Regions from separate parts of the Lactuca sativa genome. Here region 1 is linked to region 2. The links are chromatin contacts, called in public Hi-C maps. All regions are on one chromosome and are shown on one strand. Each heading gives the region's core, a stretch centred on a gene start, on an enhancer-like site or on the middle of the called end of the contact. The rest is flanking DNA. Distances are from core to core; before and after follow the strand shown.

The links. Hi-C and Micro-C count contacts between places; a contact is called where the count stands out from the background.
Region 1: a Hi-C map of leaf shows a contact between it and region 2, with 10 times the contacts expected there. The contact joins the promoter of LOC111884214 here to the promoter of LOC111884218 in region 2. A contact is called at or near these places in 2 of 4 Hi-C or Micro-C datasets (both in leaf).

The regions. Positions count from the first base shown.
Region 1 is chr8:308,189,532-308,193,770 of Lsat_Salinas_v11, reverse strand. It overlaps LOC111884214 (protein COFACTOR ASSEMBLY OF COMPLEX C SUBUNIT B CCB1, chloroplastic), which reads right to left and starts at 1,740. Exons shown (of 3, transcript XM_023880531.1): 1 at 1,559-1,740; 2 at 1,301-1,447; 3 at 1,139-1,253. The coding sequence starts at 1,740. The coding sequence ends at 1,139.
Region 2 is chr8:307,812,748-307,817,252 of Lsat_Salinas_v11, reverse strand. It overlaps LOC111884218 (potassium transporter 6), which reads left to right and starts at 3,010. Exons shown (of 8, transcript XM_023880535.3): 1 at 3,010-3,578; 2 at 3,674-4,160; 3 at 4,446-4,499. The coding sequence starts at 3,540.

The DNA of each region.
Region 1 (4,239 bases), core at 491-2,990, 380 kb before region 2:
ATTAAGTAAATTATTCAAAAATTTATAAATCTAACTTTATTCGTAAGAATATAAATAAATAAGTATAAAAGTTTAATAATAAGTTTAACAAACACAACAATTTATCATTCAATTAATAAAAAATGTTATTCAAATTTTAATATATTTTAAGAAAATAAGTAAATTCGGGTATTTGTATATTTGAAAACATAGAAATTTTGAAAATTTTGGCGAAAAGCTTTAAATTTGTTTTAAATTTTTTTTTTTTTTTTTATATATTAGTTGAACATTAAAATATTATGAACTTTTGAAATTTTGAAAATTTTGGTTTAATATTTAAAAATTTGAAAAATTGAAATTTAGCCGATTAGGCCGCCTAGGACCGATTAGGACCCGCCTAGAACCGATTAGAACCGTCTAGCTCCGACTTTGACCCCTTTGACCAAAACCGATTAAGCCAACCGATTAGCCTTAATCCTATTCGGTTGAAGACCGCCTAGCGATTAAGCCCCAATTAATCGGCCGCCTAGACCGATTTTTACAACACTGATATATATATATATATATATATATATATATATATATATATATATATATATATATATATATATATATATATATATATATATATATATATATATATATATATATATATATATATATATATATATATATATATATATATATATATGAAAACCCCTCATATTTTACGGTGTACCATATTGGATCGAGTAGGTAGCTTCAAGTGCTAAAATTTCCAAACTAAAGTAATATACTTGGAACGGACTTGATCCATATTATCGTCTTAAAACCTCTATTGTTGGATTAAAGAGTTGATTCAATAGCTTGCCTAAGAGAAGTTGTAGCAGATTGATCAAATTTATCGGGAAACAACTTTCTTAGTAAAAAAATGGGAGGTGATATTTTCACGGATCTTTTTGATACACCCACTGAATTTTAAATAAAATGGCAATTATGCCCATAATATATATTTAGAATATAATTAATTATTCAAAGGAACGGGATAATTTGTAGCAAAACAATTAAAGTATAATACGTCCATGTTGGTCCTTCTCCGATGTTGCAATCTTCACCACAATCTACCACAAATCTCTGATTCTTGTTTACGACAATCTTTAGCTTGCAACTCCTTCCAACTCTACTCAACTTGTTGATCGTCCCGTTGAACCACAATCTCCGACAGAGTCATGTATTCCACCACCAGCATTCTCACTGAATACCCTCCGCTGTTCCAATTCCTCATTTCAGATTGTCTGTACAGAAAAATGAAGATAGTTATGAAGAGGGAAAGAAAACTTACACCGATGGGCTGAAAACGATGAAGGGGAACTGGTTATCGTCGACGTATGGAACGGTGATGGTAAGCATGAGGCCTACACTTGTGAGGCTGATACAAGTGCAAAACGTGACCAATGTATTTGCCCTCTGCTCGGATTCAATTTCAAACCTATTGCAAATTACATCAAATCGAAGATTACATTGAAAAGAAAACCATCATAAACTCGAAGAAATTCATATTCTGGTGATGAATTATGTGATTATTTCTCCTTTACCCAACACTAAGAAATTGTTCCGAGTGAAAAAGGAAAGATTGTCTCCGAGAATCTGTTTAGGTGCATTTTCTTTCCTTCCTTTTGTTCCTCTACGAATGTATATTGAACCACCTGAAAGAATTTCTCCGGCTACTGTTACAGTCTCATGAAGCTTCGTAATATAGCCGACAACGGCATACACAAGCATAAACAAAGGGTTGTCAACGACGATTGTTTACAACCTCGTAAAGCGATGTGTAGATCTCAAGTGGATGTCGTCACCTCTTCTATATTAAAACCCCATGGCTGATAATGGAGATTGAGAGCTTTCTCGTGTTTTTCAATTTAGGTGGGAGATTAAGAGATTTGATAAAAGAATTGTTTTTTTTAGTAAGTGCCTAAGTGCTCCGATTATTGAGAGACGGTTGATTAACCTTTAAAACAATTAATTATTTAATTACATTCTAAGGGGCATAGTTGTCATTTTCCTTGTAATTTCGTGGATGTATCAAAAACTGTCTTGGAAATATCAGCACCCTAAAAAAATATATCATAATTAGCATTCCCAGAGCCCCCATGAATGGAGAATATCACCCAATTCCACAAAGTTTCTCTATTAGTCTTAAGTCTCTACCAACATTTTCCACAAAAAGCAATGTTTTGGGTTTCCATACAATTAACTCCAAGACTACCATTGTCTTTGTCTGCCATAACATCACTCAAATAAATCCATGAGATATTTCTCATATCATTAGTTTTACCCTACAAGAAATTGCCACATATACTCTTTATTGTTTTTAAGATTTCCTCGAAGACTTTATATAAAGAAAAGGAATAAACATCAAGAGTACCCAAGACCGATTCGCATAAGAGAATTCTCTCAACAACAAATAAGGAAGAAGCCTTCCACATAAAAGCTTAGATTCAAGTTTCATGACAACCTATGATCAATTTGAACACTTGGTCATAAAAGATCCACTCGAAAGCCTGGGATATATGAAAGGAAAGGAGCCGGTTATGAAGTTAAATTTTCCTCCCATCTTGTCGAAATTGATCGTCAAAGACCCAAATTCCATGATTATGGATATCTAGAAATTCACATTTAGTCTTTGATGCCAAATAAAAGCATATTAATATACGAGTAAGATTTAAAGCATTAGAGAGTCACAATTTACAAAAATCACATCATCTATGTACTAAAAGTAAGATAAAATAGGACCTATGTAACGCTCCGTTTATTTAAATAAAATAATAAATGTAAGTCCCAGACTGATTTGTGAAGAATTTTAGAAGTTGAGGGTTAAAAGTGTAAGTTCCAAACTAGTTTTGTAAGTATTTATGAAAGCAGGGAGTAATTGGTAATTTATGGGACTTCATTTGAAGAAATTATGGAAGATAGGGGGTTGTTTGGTAATTTCCATACCAAAGTTGTAATGAATTTTAATATTCAGGGTTTAAATTGTAAATTTTGGACTCATTTGAAAGAAAAAAAGGAATGAGGTTCAATTATGTTAATATGGGGATATGCTTTAAGGCACCCGGTATATAAGCTTACCACCTTTGTAACCCTAACCCTAGCGTTCGTGGATTGAGTTGTCACCCTCTTCACCTTGTGACTCCCCAGCTGCCACCTCCCTTATACTTACGATTTCGATCAAACCAGATCGTCATCTGCTGCCGGCGACACTGTGAGCGACAAGGACCAAACGAGATCGGGCTTCGAGTTGTACATAGCAGACCTCTGAGACCGGTCGAACGAAGCAGCAATGGTTAGAGTTTAGAGAAGCTGTCATCCTTGTGGAACCGTAAACCACTAGAAACATCGCTCCTTCGTCGTCTAACGGCTCAACAGCTTCACTACCAGAGACTTCATGTGCACCGGAAAATCATCGAAATTGAGGAATATCGGTGGCGTTTGTCACGTGAGATTCGTGAGCCACCAGAGAGCTTTCAGTGGGATAATCGCTTCTCACTTACACCTTCTTCTTCGTTCTTTTGGTGGCCTGACGTCGTGAACGTCGGCTGAGATCAACGGTGGGTCTTGGCCATCGTTTTTGGGTTCCGGTCATCGCATGCCACTTATAGTGGTTGAGTTAGGGAATGCTTCGGTCTTCAGATTGTATTTGCAAGTATGTGTGGTGTTTACTTGGCTGGGAAACAAGGAACCGTTGCCACCACCGTGAGGTGGCGGCTGTTGTCGCAAGACCACTCCTGTCGCCACTAAGAGGGTGGAGGTGCTCCTGTTCTGGCCAAGACTTATATGTGGGTGTGTTTTCTGTGGAAGTGTTTTGTTTAGTCAGAATCCTCGGGAAGAGCCACCGCCACCACCGTGAGGTGGTAACTGCTACCATGTGTCGCCGCCGGCCGTTATTAGGTTGTCGTCTATGTGTGTTTGTATTAGTGTGTGTGTGTGTGATTATTTGGGCCTTTAGCATTGTAAAATGTAACTGGAAAGAAAAATAATGAAAAGAAACTCAAACCACCACTGTTGGGTGGTGGTTTTCGCCACCGGCCGCAGTGTCGGGTGGCGGTGTGCCTTGTTGGACCGTGACTAATTTGGGACGTTTGGACAAGGGACTAAAACCCTAATAGGCCCAATGAATCCTAATAGGCTGAGTGAAAACCCTAATGGGCCTTGTAAGCCCTAATGGGCCCAATGAAGCCTAATGGGCTAAGTGAAAACCCTAATGGGTCTAATGGACCCTAA
Region 2 (4,505 bases), core at 1,761-4,260:
AGTATACTTGTTGTCTGTGTGATACTTGTATGTGTTTGGTAGGGTGGTGAGTGCGGGCGAGGTCCCGTATCTCACCAATAGTAGAGTGTGGACGGTGTTCCACATCTCAATAGCAGCAGAGTAGGGGCGAGACCCAGGTTAGGGAAAGAGTGAGTGTGGGAGAGGTCCCATATCTCACCAATAGCAGAGTGTGGACGGTGTTCCACATCCCATTGGCAGAAGAGCAGGGGTGAGGCCTAAGTTAGGGAAAGAGTGACTGTGGGTTGGGCCCGTATCTCACCACCAGTAGGGGCGTGGACGGGGTTCCATGACTCATCAGTAGCAGGTCAGGGACGAGGCCTTAGGACAGGATCCATTAGTATATGTTTAGCTTATGTGTTGTGATATGTTTATGTGTTATTATATGTTAGCGGGCGAGGCCTAGTGACAGGCAAGGCCTAAGTAAAACGGATATGTATCTGAGCGGGGCTCGAAGCCAGGCGGGGCCGTTGTGGCGGGCGAGGCCCGAAATAGCAGGCGTGGCCTAGTATGTGTTGTATGTGTTCTTAGCAGGGTATGTGGTAGGTTGGGGAACTCACTAAGCTTCGTGCTTACGGTTTTCAGTTTTGGTTTCAGGTACTTCCGGTAGCGGAGGGAAGAGCTCGGGGTGATCGCATGGCACACACCATAGACTAGACAACCTAGGAATGTTTTACTCTGATAATGAAAATATGTTTTGGAAATTATACTCCTGGATTCATGTTATGACTTATGATATGTTTTATGAATATGACTTTGGTAATGATTTAAAGAAAAAATTTTGGTGCGGATTTTTGGGATGTTACACTAAGCTTTGTGCTTACGTTTTGTGGTTTAAATATTTTTCAAGTACTTCCGGTTCCAGAGGGAAGGGCCCGACATGATCGCACTGCATCCCCATAGTTTACTCCACATTGTCTAGTTGTGATTTCTAATATGATGTTTTGATAGAACTGCTACCTTTACTATCTCTTGGAACAAATGAATGAATGGTTTTTCTGGTTAAAAAAATGAATTTTTCACTTAATATTTTTTGGACGTTACATATATACTGTCGGAAAGATCGTCGAAAATTATATGCAGAAAGAAAGAAAGAGAATTGAATATTCGATCAGGTGTATAATAATGAGAAACAAAGATCTCTTTATAGAAATTGAATGATTTAATTATGCACCAAAATTGTGGCTTGTGCGAGCCCAGAATTTTGGAGTTGCATTGGTGTCTGCAGGTTGTGTCCGCATACGAGTTCGTTACATTTTTGTCCATAAAATCCATGATTTGCACCACCTGCGAGCATATATGTTGGAGTAAAACCATACATAAGAGCTTGTAAACCTATTACACATTTATGTTTATAAACTCACTAAGAGTTTGTTCATTTTTCCTATTTGTGACACATTCTCCCACCAATTTTATTTGCTAACTTTATTTCCAAATACTCATCTTTGAACATCAATATCTCATTCACATGTTTTTCGTTTTAGACAAAACATATATCGTTTCGAAGCTCTCACGGAGGAGAACACAACCCACTACGGGCTAATAAAATAATATATATATATATATATATATATATATATATATATATATATATATATATATATATATGTGTGTGTGTGTGTGTGTGTGTGTCCAAAGTCAAATAAAAATACATAATTTTTATTAAATTCCCTACAATATACATGTCATGAGCTCCTCCCATGACCATGTTACAGTCGTGCACACCGTCATTGGTGTCACGGCCGTGGCATTTCATGGTGTGTGACACGGTAAGCAACCGACGAATGAGGAAGAAGCTTGAGGCATTAGCCGCATTACCCAATAGGGAAGAGTGTGTGTGAGTTTTCTCCAACCAATTTCCTTCTTCCTCTCTTTTCTTTTCCCTATTCATCTCTCTTCTTCCTGAAGATGGCTCATGTTGCAGTTACACCAACAAGAAGATGGTGGCAAGGGGGAGATAAATGGCCTGAGGAGTATACCTCATGGTCTTATAGTAGAAAAAAAGTGATTTCCGATATCCAAATTTGAGCTATAATATCAAGTAGGAATATACAATGTATAGTTCTTATTTATAATTTATAAATTATTTAAAACCAATAATCTTTATTTGTACACATTCACAAAAAACAAGGAATACAAGAGTCTAGAATTCCAATATAGTTTCAAAGATTTTTTTTGGTCTTGATATCGACACATATGAAATTTTGAGTTAACTAAACACAAATTCATGGTTTCATGCGATTTCTTTAAATTTCTCACGTTCAAAAGGGAACTTCAATTTTTAAATTTATTTACTTTTTAAACTTAGTTAATTTATTTATTATTTACCTTTTTGAATTAGTTATTAAGAATGCTAACGAGACTAGTTATTATTCTTCCTTCCTAATGTTGTACAGTTGATCCCCATATTGGAACAATTAAGTTTTTTTTTGGATTGTTTAGCTGATACAATTTATCATTTTATAACTATATATATTTTGTTTTTAGAGACGATTCCATATATAAGTCATTATATTTTCAGTTTTTTATTAAAAAACAATATCTTTATTTATATAATTTTTAGACAAACTATTTATGTTTCAAAAGTTACTGATTTGGACTTTATCGACATAAAAAACAAGAATAATTTCAGATCTTAAATATATTAAAATAAATATATTTTCTCTTTGCATCGAAGTTTCACACTGATTTGCTTTATCAAAGAATATAACTCTTTATATTATACAAATGTTAAAATAATGGTTTTCTCGTGAAAAGATTATATTATTAAATTACAAGATTTTCAAAACACCAATAGTTTTTATAAAAGCAAGTAAACAAAAAAAAATTGTTTTTTTTTTTTATATAAGTAAAAGCAAATATTTTTACAAGATTTTTTTTTTCTCATTTTCAAATGTAAACGTGACCCATAACAAGGATTTGACACTTTGACCTACTTTGAGTAACTTTGAATCTTTATTACGTGTGAAGACGAATTTTGTGTCAAAACGTTGGTAGAAACATGCAGCCACGAAAGATCAAGTAGAAAAATCTAGAAACACCAATCAAGTTTACTGATAAATTCCCAAATGCGAAAGAAAATTCACTACATATCTCCTTCTTCTTCTTCTTCGCTTATCGGTTTTCTCTCTCTAAATCGAAACCCATCTTACACGCAATTGTATTAAAATACAGTTATTATGCCCCAATTACGCACTTCTTTTGTAACTTTTCGTCTTTGCTGTTAGTTCAACTGCTATCTCAACACTTTTCTCACATTAAACAAACAATTTTCTCCATCCATTGTTGTGAATTGGTGTTTCTTTACCAACTTCAGACTATTTTATTCAATGTTCTTTACTAGGGTGGGTGGTTTCTTCCCATTTTAGTTAATTAATTATTAGAACTCCTCAGTTCCGCCTTTTCAATCGAGATTTAGCCATTAAATCGCTGTTTCAACTCAATTTGATTATTTTTTCCTAAATGGGTCTTCGGCTTATCAAATTAATACCTGAATCGTTGGCGATTTGAAGCGACTTACCATGGATCTGGAAACTGGGTCTCGTCAAAATCATCTAAGGGTAAGATTGGGTATTTGTATAATTTGTTTGATTTAGGGGTTCTTCGAATACACCCATTTGAAATTTTTGTGTTGTTTTCTTCTGATTTTTTACAGAAACAGTCATGGAGAGCGGTTTTGACATTGGCGTATCAAAGCTTGGGTGTTGTTTATGGAGATTTAAGCACATCTCCATTATATGTGTTTAAAAGCACTTTTGCAGAAGATATTAAACACTCAGAGACTAATGAAGAAATATTTGGAGCCCTTTCTTTCATTTTCTGGACTCTTACTTTAGTCCCTTTGTTGAAATACGTGTTCATTGTGCTCAAAGCTGATGATAATGGCGAAGGAGGCACATTTGCTCTGTATTCGTTGCTTTGTAGACATGCTAGAGTGAGTTCATTGCCTAATTGTCAATTAGCTGATGAAGAACTCTCAAGCTACAAAAAGGAAATACCTAATTTAGCCCTGAGTTCTTTCGGGTCAAGACTTAAATCTACTCTTGAGAAACATGGAGTTTTGCAGAAGTTTTTGCTTGTGTTGGCTCTTGTTGGAGCTTGTATGGTGATTGGAGATGGTGTTCTTACTCCTGCCCTTTCAGGTTAGATTCAATCGCATCATTCGTTTGATTTGATTTCTATCTAATTAGGGTTCTTTAAAGATCGATTCTTGTTAATTGTTATTTTCCCAATCTATGGTTTCCCCAATTCTTCAAGATCATTTTTTGAGGACAAAATCGCAAAATTAGCGTTCTTTAGGTGTCGATCTTTGTTTTTACGATTGATATTTGTTTCTTTTTGGTAATAAATCTACGAAATTTATGTCCAAAAAGTTGTTTGTTTTTTCTTTACGCTAAATCGATTCAATTTTTATGATGATTTTGCAGTCTTTTCAGCCGTTTCTGGGGTGGAACTTGCAATGGCAAAAGAGCATCACAAATGTAAGA